2 separate regions of the Mus musculus genome follow, and region 1 is linked to region 2. A link is a contact called in public HiCAR-type data. All regions are on one chromosome and are shown on one strand. Each heading gives the region's core, a stretch centred on a gene start, on an enhancer-like site or on the middle of the called end of the contact. The rest is flanking DNA. Distances are from core to core; before and after follow the strand shown.

Region 1 (4,959 bases), core at 337-2,836, 600 kb after region 2:
TAGCTGTCCTCAGACACACCAGAAGAGGGAGTCAGATCTCGTTACGGATGGTTGTGAGCCACCATGTGGTTGCTGGGATTTGAACTCTGGACCTTCAGATAGCAGTCGGGTGCTCTTACCCACTGAGCCATCTCACCAGCCCTGTTCTGCCTTTTCAATGCCTTCCCTCCCGGAAGCTGCCCCAACTGCAGCCTCCTGAAGTTTGGAACCCAAGCATTGGCATGGTGCAGGCCCATCTTGCCCTGGAACGCCTGTGTCCTGACCATTCCTTGAGTTCAGAGCACCAGCTACTGCTATTACACGTTGGTGTAATGCAAGGACCAGCGTTGACCCAACTGTGATCTTGAGAAACCTGCAGAGCCCCAGCAGGTAGGCCTCAGATCTTCTGAGGGCAATAATGAACAAAGAGACCGAAGGGGTTCTGGGGAGTCCACAGGGACCAAGGCCTCAGGCAACGAGGACGGAGGCTGGCTGTGGGGAAGCAGAAGCTCCCAAGGGTGACCCTGTCTTATGACACCCATGATATGGCCAAGCTGGCTGCAGGGACAGGAGTGTGGCCTAGGACCTGTTAGTTCCCCAGTACACGCTCCTCTCCTGTCCTGTGCTGGTTCACGCCCTTCACCTATGGCTCCGTCCACTCTTCCAGATGGATCTGGATTTTGCCACTGCTGACCAAATCTACCTCAAACCAGCTTCATCGGAAAAGAGAAGTGGCTATTTCACAAGGAAGAACAGTCCAGGAGCACACACCACACAAGGTGGCCCCCAGGGCTCGACAACAAGAGTTTCTCAGCTTCTGTACTCTTAAGCTTCCTTTCCCAGACTGCTAATGGAAGTTTCCAGAACTGGGTCTCTCTTCTGTCAACATCGGCACACATGACTACACCACAAGTGTGGCAGTGGTGGGGAGTTGTCAGCTTTGTCTGGTGTGGAAAGGACTAGGCTAAGGAAGGGAAGGGTCAGTGCCTGGAGCCAAGTAGGATGCTGGGCAAATACACCAGCCTAGAGACAAGTATTTCCCCATAACCAAGGATAAAAAATATCATTCATGAGCCTTTGGGGCTCTGAGGGGGATGGGCCTCAGGATGCCAAGGAGGAAGAAGAACATGGGTAGGTCCATTGTGGCTGGGGACACCTGGACATTATGAAGCCATAGGGAGTTGGGAAGGGTGTGTCAGCACTAGACATTACAGAGTAGCCCTGGATGGGAATACAGACCCAGTCATCACTGGGGTAGGGGAAGTCAGGGGTGGGAGTCCAGGAGCCCAGAGCCTAGGGTAAACCCTGGATGAAGGGGAAGTCTGAAAGGCCAGTGGGAAACTACCAAGGATGCAGGGTCTAGATGATATGGTAGCTGGAAACACACAAGGCTAGAGGGGGCATGGGTGAGCAGTCAGAGGGAGCCTGGGTGAGCAGCATGAGTTCCGCCACCACAGGACTAAGCACGGAAAGGCCAGGAACAACTGGAAGGAAGTGGTCAAGCTGTCCACAGCACTGGTTTCTACCTTCCCAGCCTGGCCAGGCTCCCTGCCTTTGTGGATACAGTCATATCCCCACCCCTCCCCGCCTCTACTGCAAAGGGGTGGAGAGCGCCGAGGCTCTTCCTCTCCTGGGCCAGCGTCTGAGTAGCACACTGGGCGATAAGAAGAACACCAAAGCTAATTCTGCCTGTGGCTGGCAACATGAAGGACGAAGTGGCTCTTCTGGCTACCGTCACCCTCGTGGGAGTTCTGTTGCAAGGTGGGCTGGCTCCTGTCTGGGAGGTGGGTGGATCTTACATCCTGTAGTCTGCTCTCTTCAGGCTCCTGGGGTAGGGAATTGGGGTGCTGGCAGGCCCAGGCTCAGGAGAAGGACAGGAGGCTTCTAGGCTAGCCTCCTGGTACCAAGGTCCAAGCAATTCAAGAACTGTTGGAGGGCCAAAGTTCCAGCTGAGAAGTCCCCACTTCCCTGGAGCAGGTATAGACACTCTCTAAGGAGTGTCTACAGGGGAGGACCAGGTGAAGGATGGCCACCCTGCTGAGGGGCCACTTGAGGTGCCTGCCTTGTGGTGGGAGCTGGTATCTGTTTGGGAGTGCAATACAGTGACTAGTGGAATAGCTATGGGCTTAGGTTGGGAGAGTCCCAACTCCACGCATCTGGAGCACAGTATCTGCCAGATTTAAGGCTGGGTCCATGATGTCTAAACAGAAACTGAGACAAGAATTTATGCTATTGTGTGGTGGTACTGAGACCCAAGCTAGACTGACTCTGGCTTGTGGCAGAGTCCCTTCTGGCTGATTCTGTAGAGGGGAAACCAGGGTCCCTTAGCCACAGAACGTGTGCTTCCTTGTTCCTTAAAGAATACAGCCAATTTTGCCCTGGTCCATTGCCTACGCAGGGGGTCCAGACCTGCAGAACGGGAGGTAGGCATTTGCCTGTGCTTTGCAAGTCAAATCGTTCAGGAGTAAAGTCTTCTAAGGTTCCTCCCACCGGCAGGTGTTTCAGCCGCGCATCACCCTAGTCAATCAACCCTCAGGCCTACAGGGCCTCTCCATTGAACACCACTGATGGGGCAGGTGGGAGAAGGGCATTAGAAGAGAGTCGCTCAGTGAGAGGCAAGGAGAGGGGAACTAAGGGACGGATCCCGCTCCAGATCTGCGGAGCACCACACCTGACTCCCACACCCCCACGGCCGCAGCCTACTTCTCCCTACAGGTGATCTCTGCACGAAGGGCTTTCCACGTGTCGCCGCCGCTCACCTCTGGCCCTCCCGAGTTCGAGCGCGTCTTCCGAGCCCAGTGAGCGCGGCGGGTCCGGGCGGGTTCGGGTGTCAGCCAAGGTGAACCACGCGCTCACCCAGCCTACCCCTCGCAGGGTAAACTGCAGCGAGTACTTTCCGCTGTTCCTCGCCACACTCTGGGTCGCCGGCATCTTCTTCCACGAAGGTGCGGGGCAGCGTGGGGGCACACTTCGGGGGTGGGGGTGATCCCGGATGGCGGGAGCTCGTGCTCACCGCGTCGCCTTGCATCGACTCTCGCAGGAGCCGCAGCCCTGTGCGGACTGTTCTACCTGTTCGCGCGCCTCCGCTATTTCCAGGGATACGCGCGCTCAGCGCAACTCAGGTAACTCTGGCCGGACTTCCGGGAAAGCACTGCAGGGGAGGGTCGCTCCCCAACGCCGCTCAAAGGGTGGGAGGCGGCGATCGGCCACAGGGGACCCATGGAAAGAGATCTGGGGACAGCGGGTGGGCGGACCTAGCCCTAGCGAGCCGGTGTAGCCCGGAGTGGGAGGGGCTTGAGCCTGCGGGGCAGGCCTAGTCTGGAGGGGGAGGGCCTAGGCCTGGGGGCAGTCCTAGCATGGAGGGGGCGGGGCCTTGTGTGGAGGCGGGGGGGGCTTGGCTCCGCTCCCGCTGAGCGCCACCCGCAGGCTGACTCCCCTATACGCGAGCGCGCGCGCACTCTGGCTGCTGGTGGCGATGGCTGCACTGGGCTTGCTAGTCCACTTCCTCCCCGGCACGCTACGGACTGCGCTCTTCAGATGGCTCCAGATGCTCCTGCCGATGGCCTGAGGCGAAGGCCCTCCGAATCAGCAGAACTGGAGATCTTCGAACAAAACGCTGGGGTGCCCGCCCCCGAATCCCAGTTTTTAATTAAAGTTCCCACGACGGTTCCGTCTGCATTCTCTGGGTCTGAGAGGGTCGCTTACCGCAGCTTGGAGAGCCCAAACCCCAGACAGATGCAGCCAGGCTTTGGGAGGCTTGGATAGGCCAGCATAGGCAGGCTTGGATTCGTTCTTATCACTGTACTGTCTTCTAGACAACACCTTGCCTGCGCAGCTACCTCTGCCTTGACATTTCTTTCCAGAGATAGCCACCCCTCACCCACCTTTCTGTACTTGGGGCTCACCTTCCTCTCAAGCTGAGCCTCAGGTGTTGGATTCTATCTTGTATGCCTTCGTGTCCCCCAACACCCAGCCCTGACTTCCCAACTAGAACCTATCAAGTCTTTTCCTAAGTGAGATCTGGGTCCCTGTTTTTGATCAGTGCTGAATCTCCAAATAGAGGTTCAGGACACCCCAGCTAAGGCCACACAGCAGTGAGTGTGGCCAAAAATGTAGTCAGTGATAGGTTCTCTCAAGTGGATCTCTGGATGTTTGAAGAGGACCGGACTTAGGTAGGCCTACTGACAATACACCTCAAAATGACTTTTAACCTACCTGGCCAGCAAAAATGCTCTTAAACAGGCCTAAGAATGTGTGGGAAAGCCCTCCGGCGGGTGGAGATGGCCATTTATTTTAGAGATGACCACCGTATGAGCCAGGCGCTGTGGTTCTGAGTTGCAATCCTAGTACTTGGGAAGCTGAGGCATAAATTCAAGGCCAGCTTGAGCTACAGTGAGTTCCAGGGCTCCCTGACTGTCTCAGTCCCTTTCCAACAGTGTGCCTCCCCCTCATTCACACACACCAAGATCCTATTATATGAGACAAGCTGGGACAAAGATACTAAGGACTATGGGGGCGGGGTAGGGAGAAGGGGAGGAGATGATGTCAAATTGTGGACACCACCCCCCCCCACCCCACCCCCAGCACTCAGGGGCTCAGGTCTGTACAATAGCTGTGCTGGGTTATGTGATGCTAGACCAAGAGGATCTGAGAACTCGTTGGACGAGAATTCCTATAGGATAAGTAGACACAACTTTGGGTGCATGAAACCCCCAGTTACAGACTCAGTGGTCACGACCTTCCTGCTAAGTAAACATGACGTTACGTTGAGGTATGCCAACAGACACTTGACATGGTAAAGGAGGGTCTGGGACTTAGTCCTTGGCATGACAGAGGTCAAAGTCATCTTCACCAAGTAACCTGCCAGGAGCCAGCCAATTGTGGGTAATAGTCTCGCAGCACAGGTGAGCCAGCCTTCCCCCTCCCTATCCCCACCACCAGCAAGTTTTGGGAACCCAAAATGATAGGCCAAATACAGGC
Region 2 (4,430 bases), core at 1,241-3,740:
GCGCTAACATTTAGATCGTTGATCCATGTTGAGGGAATTTTTGAGTGTAATATGATGTTGGGTCCAAATTCAACCATTTGCATATGGATATCCAGTTGAATACACAGCAAGGTAGATGATGCATGGGCAGAAACCTGAGTGAAGAACAATGTTGGTGTCTGGGAGGTAGAAAGAACAGTAGCTGGAGCCCAGACGAAGAACAATGTCAAAATGACAACAGCAGTAATATCAAGGAACCAGAAAGGGTGTCCCTGCTGAAAATTTGTGTGTGAAACTCCACAGGAAAAACTGAGAGTGTGAGGGGGATAAAAGCAAAACAACACACTAAGCTGTAAGCAGATGTGGAAGCAGGGCATTAATGCAAAGCGAGATCCCGGTTTAAAAGTAAAAATCTAGCGCTACGGTAGACTGCCTGCCTCGCTTGCACAACTGGGTTCCAGTTCAGCACGGAGGAGTTAAAAAGAAATGGCCAGAGCATTTTTCAGAGAACAGGCACACACAGTGTGCTGAGGGAGACGAAGGAACACCAAACACATCTCCCCTTCCTCTGGTTGTGTTGGCATTTAGTCTGGGATCCGCCCCACAGTTACCTGGCAATAGCCAGGTATGCCTGACTCACTATAACAGGGGCAGCTTGCCTTCTCTTGTCTCTCTTGTTCTTGCTCTCTTGCTCCTGTTCCTTATTCTCCCTCCCCATTCCCCTCTCCCCCTCTCTCCCTGTGCTCATGGTCAGCCTCTACTCCTCTATATATTCTCTCTCTCTCTCTCTCTCTCTCTCTCTCTCTCTCTCTGCCTTTCTCTCAACTCCCCTCCTCATGCCCTGAATAAACTCTATTCTATAACATACTGTCCTGAGGCTGGTCCTTCACGGGGAAGGAAAGCCTCAGCATGGGCCCGTGGAGGCACCCCCTTTCCCCACACCTGACCACACATCCACCAAACAGATTTCATTCCTCCTTATCTTTTTATAAAACACAACAGGTTGTATTGCAGTCTGCTGTGTCAGCTCACAGCATTGAGCTGCTCTCACTCAGAGCAGAAAAGACCCATGTGAAGCCTTCTACTGAAGAAAAAACTAACCCATGATACTCAGTTATGTTGCAAAGGAATTTCTCTGTTCACAAAATATCACACAATAGGAGAAAATGACAACACACATTGTGAAATTGATTGTAGGTAAAATTAAAAAAATAAAATAAAATTAATGTTCAGGCCAAACCAAGAAGCAGAGGGGTAGGAAGAGCCAGCCCAACAGTCACAAACTGACAGAGACAAACCTGTCACAACCAGTCTTGTTTGAGCCAGAGATGTACTTTAGCAGATTAACGATTTGGGGGATGTAATGATTTAGGAAATGTATTTCTGTAATTCACTACATTAACAGATTAAAGGCAAAAAACATGATTATCTAAATGGATGCTGAAAAAGCAATTTGGTAATATCTACTTCATTCATGATTTAAAAGTTTAGCCATCTGGAGATCTTCTTTAGCTTGACAAAACTATTAACTAAAAGCCTACAGAAAGCACCTTACCTAGTGTGGAATCACTATAGTCCTTAAACTAAAGTGGTATGTTTTAGCATGTGTATTGAATGCTTTGTCTGTGCGTGGTTTGGTGGTTTGTTTGTTTATTTATTTTTTGGAGGGGGTAGTTCCATTCCTTCTGGTATATTTTGACAGGAATAGAAGCAGGATAGAATCTTACAGAGTTCGGTGACTTTCAGACCTTTGCAGAGCCTTCTGACGATGAAATTCTCCCACATTTGTACAGCAGAAGCCCTTCAAGTTGGTTCCCGGGACACTGTGATATGACCTTTAGTTGGCTGTCTTCCTTCCAGGCACCAGGGTCTATCTTGTGAGCTTCCTCACCCCTCCCATACCTCAAGGCGTTCCTTGTGTTAATTGCTACCTAGAGAACATAATTTGTATCTTGTTGAGACCGAATAATCATTCTTCAGAACTTTTACAGTGGACAAAGACAGGAAAAAATTTTTGTAAAAAACAGACATTTCCAACTTAAGTAATGAATAAATTATTTCTACCTGTTTGCTTCCCCTGAAAATCTGAGTTGTCCATGACAGTAATGACTAATATGGCAGTTTTTTGCTTAATACAAAGTATGAGCCAGCAATGAAAAATTGTGTATGTTATGTATCTTTTGTAGCCTAGAAAAAGCATAATTTTCTATTAAAAAATGAAAGAGGACAGTCCTTTCGCTATCTGAAACTAAGCAGTCAGAGCCTTATTCTTCAACATTTTAATGCACACTCACTTTTTCCTCTTTAGTAGTATTACCATTGTAATTATGAATGAAGCCTGCACAGAAACCTGAAAGCTGGTGGCAACTGAAAAGTTGATTCTCAGTCTTTAGGCGCCTGTGTCCCACTCTGCACCATACAGGGTGGGTAGGAGTGTCACAGTGCCTTCTGGGAAATGTAGTCCACAGTGGAAACCAGGTGGCTCGCGCGCACGCGCAGTTGAGCCTAGTCTTACCCGCTCTGGGCATTGAGCTTTCTGGGTTTTCTGGCAGAGCTGGAACGGCCGGGAACCTGCGGGCCAGGGCTGAGAGCCTGGCGGAAGCACGCAGAGGCCTCAGCTGCTGGTGAGGGCCTCGGGCCCTGACTCCAGGTTCTGCTGCCCGAACAGCGGTCAAAGAAGCCTCCGGCTTCAGGTTAGCTAGTCAAGTCGGCCTTGAGCAGATCGCCTGTAGGCTTTCAATCCTGGAGGTGAAACTTAGTTTCTGTCAGTCTTCGGTGCTGGACAGTATCTTAACTGAATTCCACAGTCCATTTTTTCCACTTGTGCCTTTGCTCTAAGGTTTTACTGTTGGAAAGGAGCAGAACGATGCTGGGCACGGAGCCCAGAACGTGTTAATATCATTCCCTCTACAGGAGCTGTCCTCCACCCCCTTTTTCTCTAAAATGTAAATTGAGTTCTGGCTAGTGCTGCTAGTTCTAGCTTGGGTGTGTGTGTGTCTGTTCTTGTTAATTTAAGTGACTTTGGTAATACTTTGGACCAGAGGCGAAGGCCCATGAGGAAGAGTGGACTAACTTCTAGTTGGTGGAGTCTGCAAAGGGCATGCATTCTGCAGGTGTGTCTTTCACTTGCAATGTCCAAGTGCAGATATGTGGAATATTTGTGCTTTTTCCTTACCTCCGGGAGTTGCACACAACGGTGCCCTTTACCTTGTTAATAATGAATTTGATAGCTGCGACTGTTTAGTTCAGTTCATCTTTATTCATAACCTCAAGTGAAAAGGTCATAGGCCCGTTGACAGTGTGCTTATACTTGGTACTCCTGCCCAGGTTCCCTGTCGCTTGGGTTCCCTGTCGCTTGGGGAGGTTGGGTTGTGCAGCTACCCAGCAGGTGTTTTCTAGCCTGGTGTGGCCCAGTGAGGGCTGGAGGGCAGCCAGGATGAGTAGACCTCAGAGTTTCTTTCTCTGCCTCAAGGGTCTTCTCAGGAGGAGCTACAGAGGGAGAAAATGACCACGAGGTTGCTGCCAGCCCAGGTTCAGGTGAGTAAAGGCCACTTCTGTTTTTGAGCTGCCTTTGGGCTGCAGCGGGACGGGGGCGGGATTTATTTTATTCTTTCTTGAGCTTCTCTGGGCTTCCTTATACAGGCAGAGGAGATGGAATCAGGCCAAAGGCTGTCAGTACAGCTTTTTAAAATATCTTTTTCCACTTATACCTTTTGACTAGTGGAAAGCTTAACCCCTCCCTCCCAATATGTTAACCTACTTGAGGTCTTATGACTGATTGTAGGACTGGTCTCATTATCACTTGTCTCATCAATGCTCATCAGCCTCATTCCCCATGTTGCCATAAAGCTAAGCTTAAACAATAGAGCTTTGTCCCTATACCAGCCCCTACCTTCACACCCAGATCTAACTTCCTCCTCATCTCTAGAAGTGATTCTGGGCTATATTCAAAGGAACAGAAGGAAAAGGTTATGTACCGTAAATGCAGAAACAGAGCACAGAAACTGATTTAATTCTTGTTTATTTAGACCTGTCCCCATGCACAGTTCTGCGTGCTGCAAGCAGTACTCCTTTGGTGCTTGCTTGGCTGAGCTTTTTGAAAAGATCCCAGGGAGTTTTAGCCTTCTTAATCTAAAGGCTATTACATTAGCATCTGTCGCGATTCTACTCAAGGAAAGACGTGGGTTACCAGTTCCTTCTGAGTTGAGACTAACAAATGACTTAGCCACTAAGAAGATTCACACGCTCACTGGAAAGATGGTTCAGTTGGTAATATATATTTGCCATGCAAGTCCGAGGACCTAAGTTTGAATCAAGGCATAGTAGATATCAAGTGAAAAAGCCATGAGTGATGGTAATGTTTGTCATCCCAGCATTTGAGAGGAAGAGGCAGGTGCATCTCTGGGACTCACTGGCAAGCCTGGCAGAGAGAGAGACAGAGAGAGAGAGAG

What was found. HiCAR-type assays count read pairs that join an accessible place to other places.
Region 1: a HiCAR-type map of astrocytes shows a contact between it and region 2, with 2.7 times the contacts expected there. The contact joins the promoter of Ltc4s here to the promoter of Zfp879 in region 2. A contact is called at or near these places in 1 of 484 Hi-C or Micro-C datasets (CD4 T cells) and 1 of 115 datasets of contacts at active chromatin or transcription factors (astrocytes).

Annotation. Positions count from the first base shown.
Region 1 is chr11:50,235,159-50,240,117 of GRCm38.p6, reverse strand. Ltc4s (leukotriene C4 synthase) reads left to right here and starts at 1,586. Exons shown (of 5, transcript NM_008521.2): 1 at 1,586-1,740; 2 at 2,678-2,777; 3 at 2,854-2,924; 4 at 3,020-3,101; 5 at 3,406-3,657. The coding sequence starts at 1,683. The coding sequence ends at 3,547.
Region 2 is chr11:50,839,612-50,844,041 of GRCm38.p6, reverse strand. Zfp879 (zinc finger protein 879) reads left to right here and starts at 2,490. Exons shown (of 5, transcript NM_173387.3): 1 at 2,490-2,672; 2 at 3,452-3,516. The coding sequence starts at 3,484.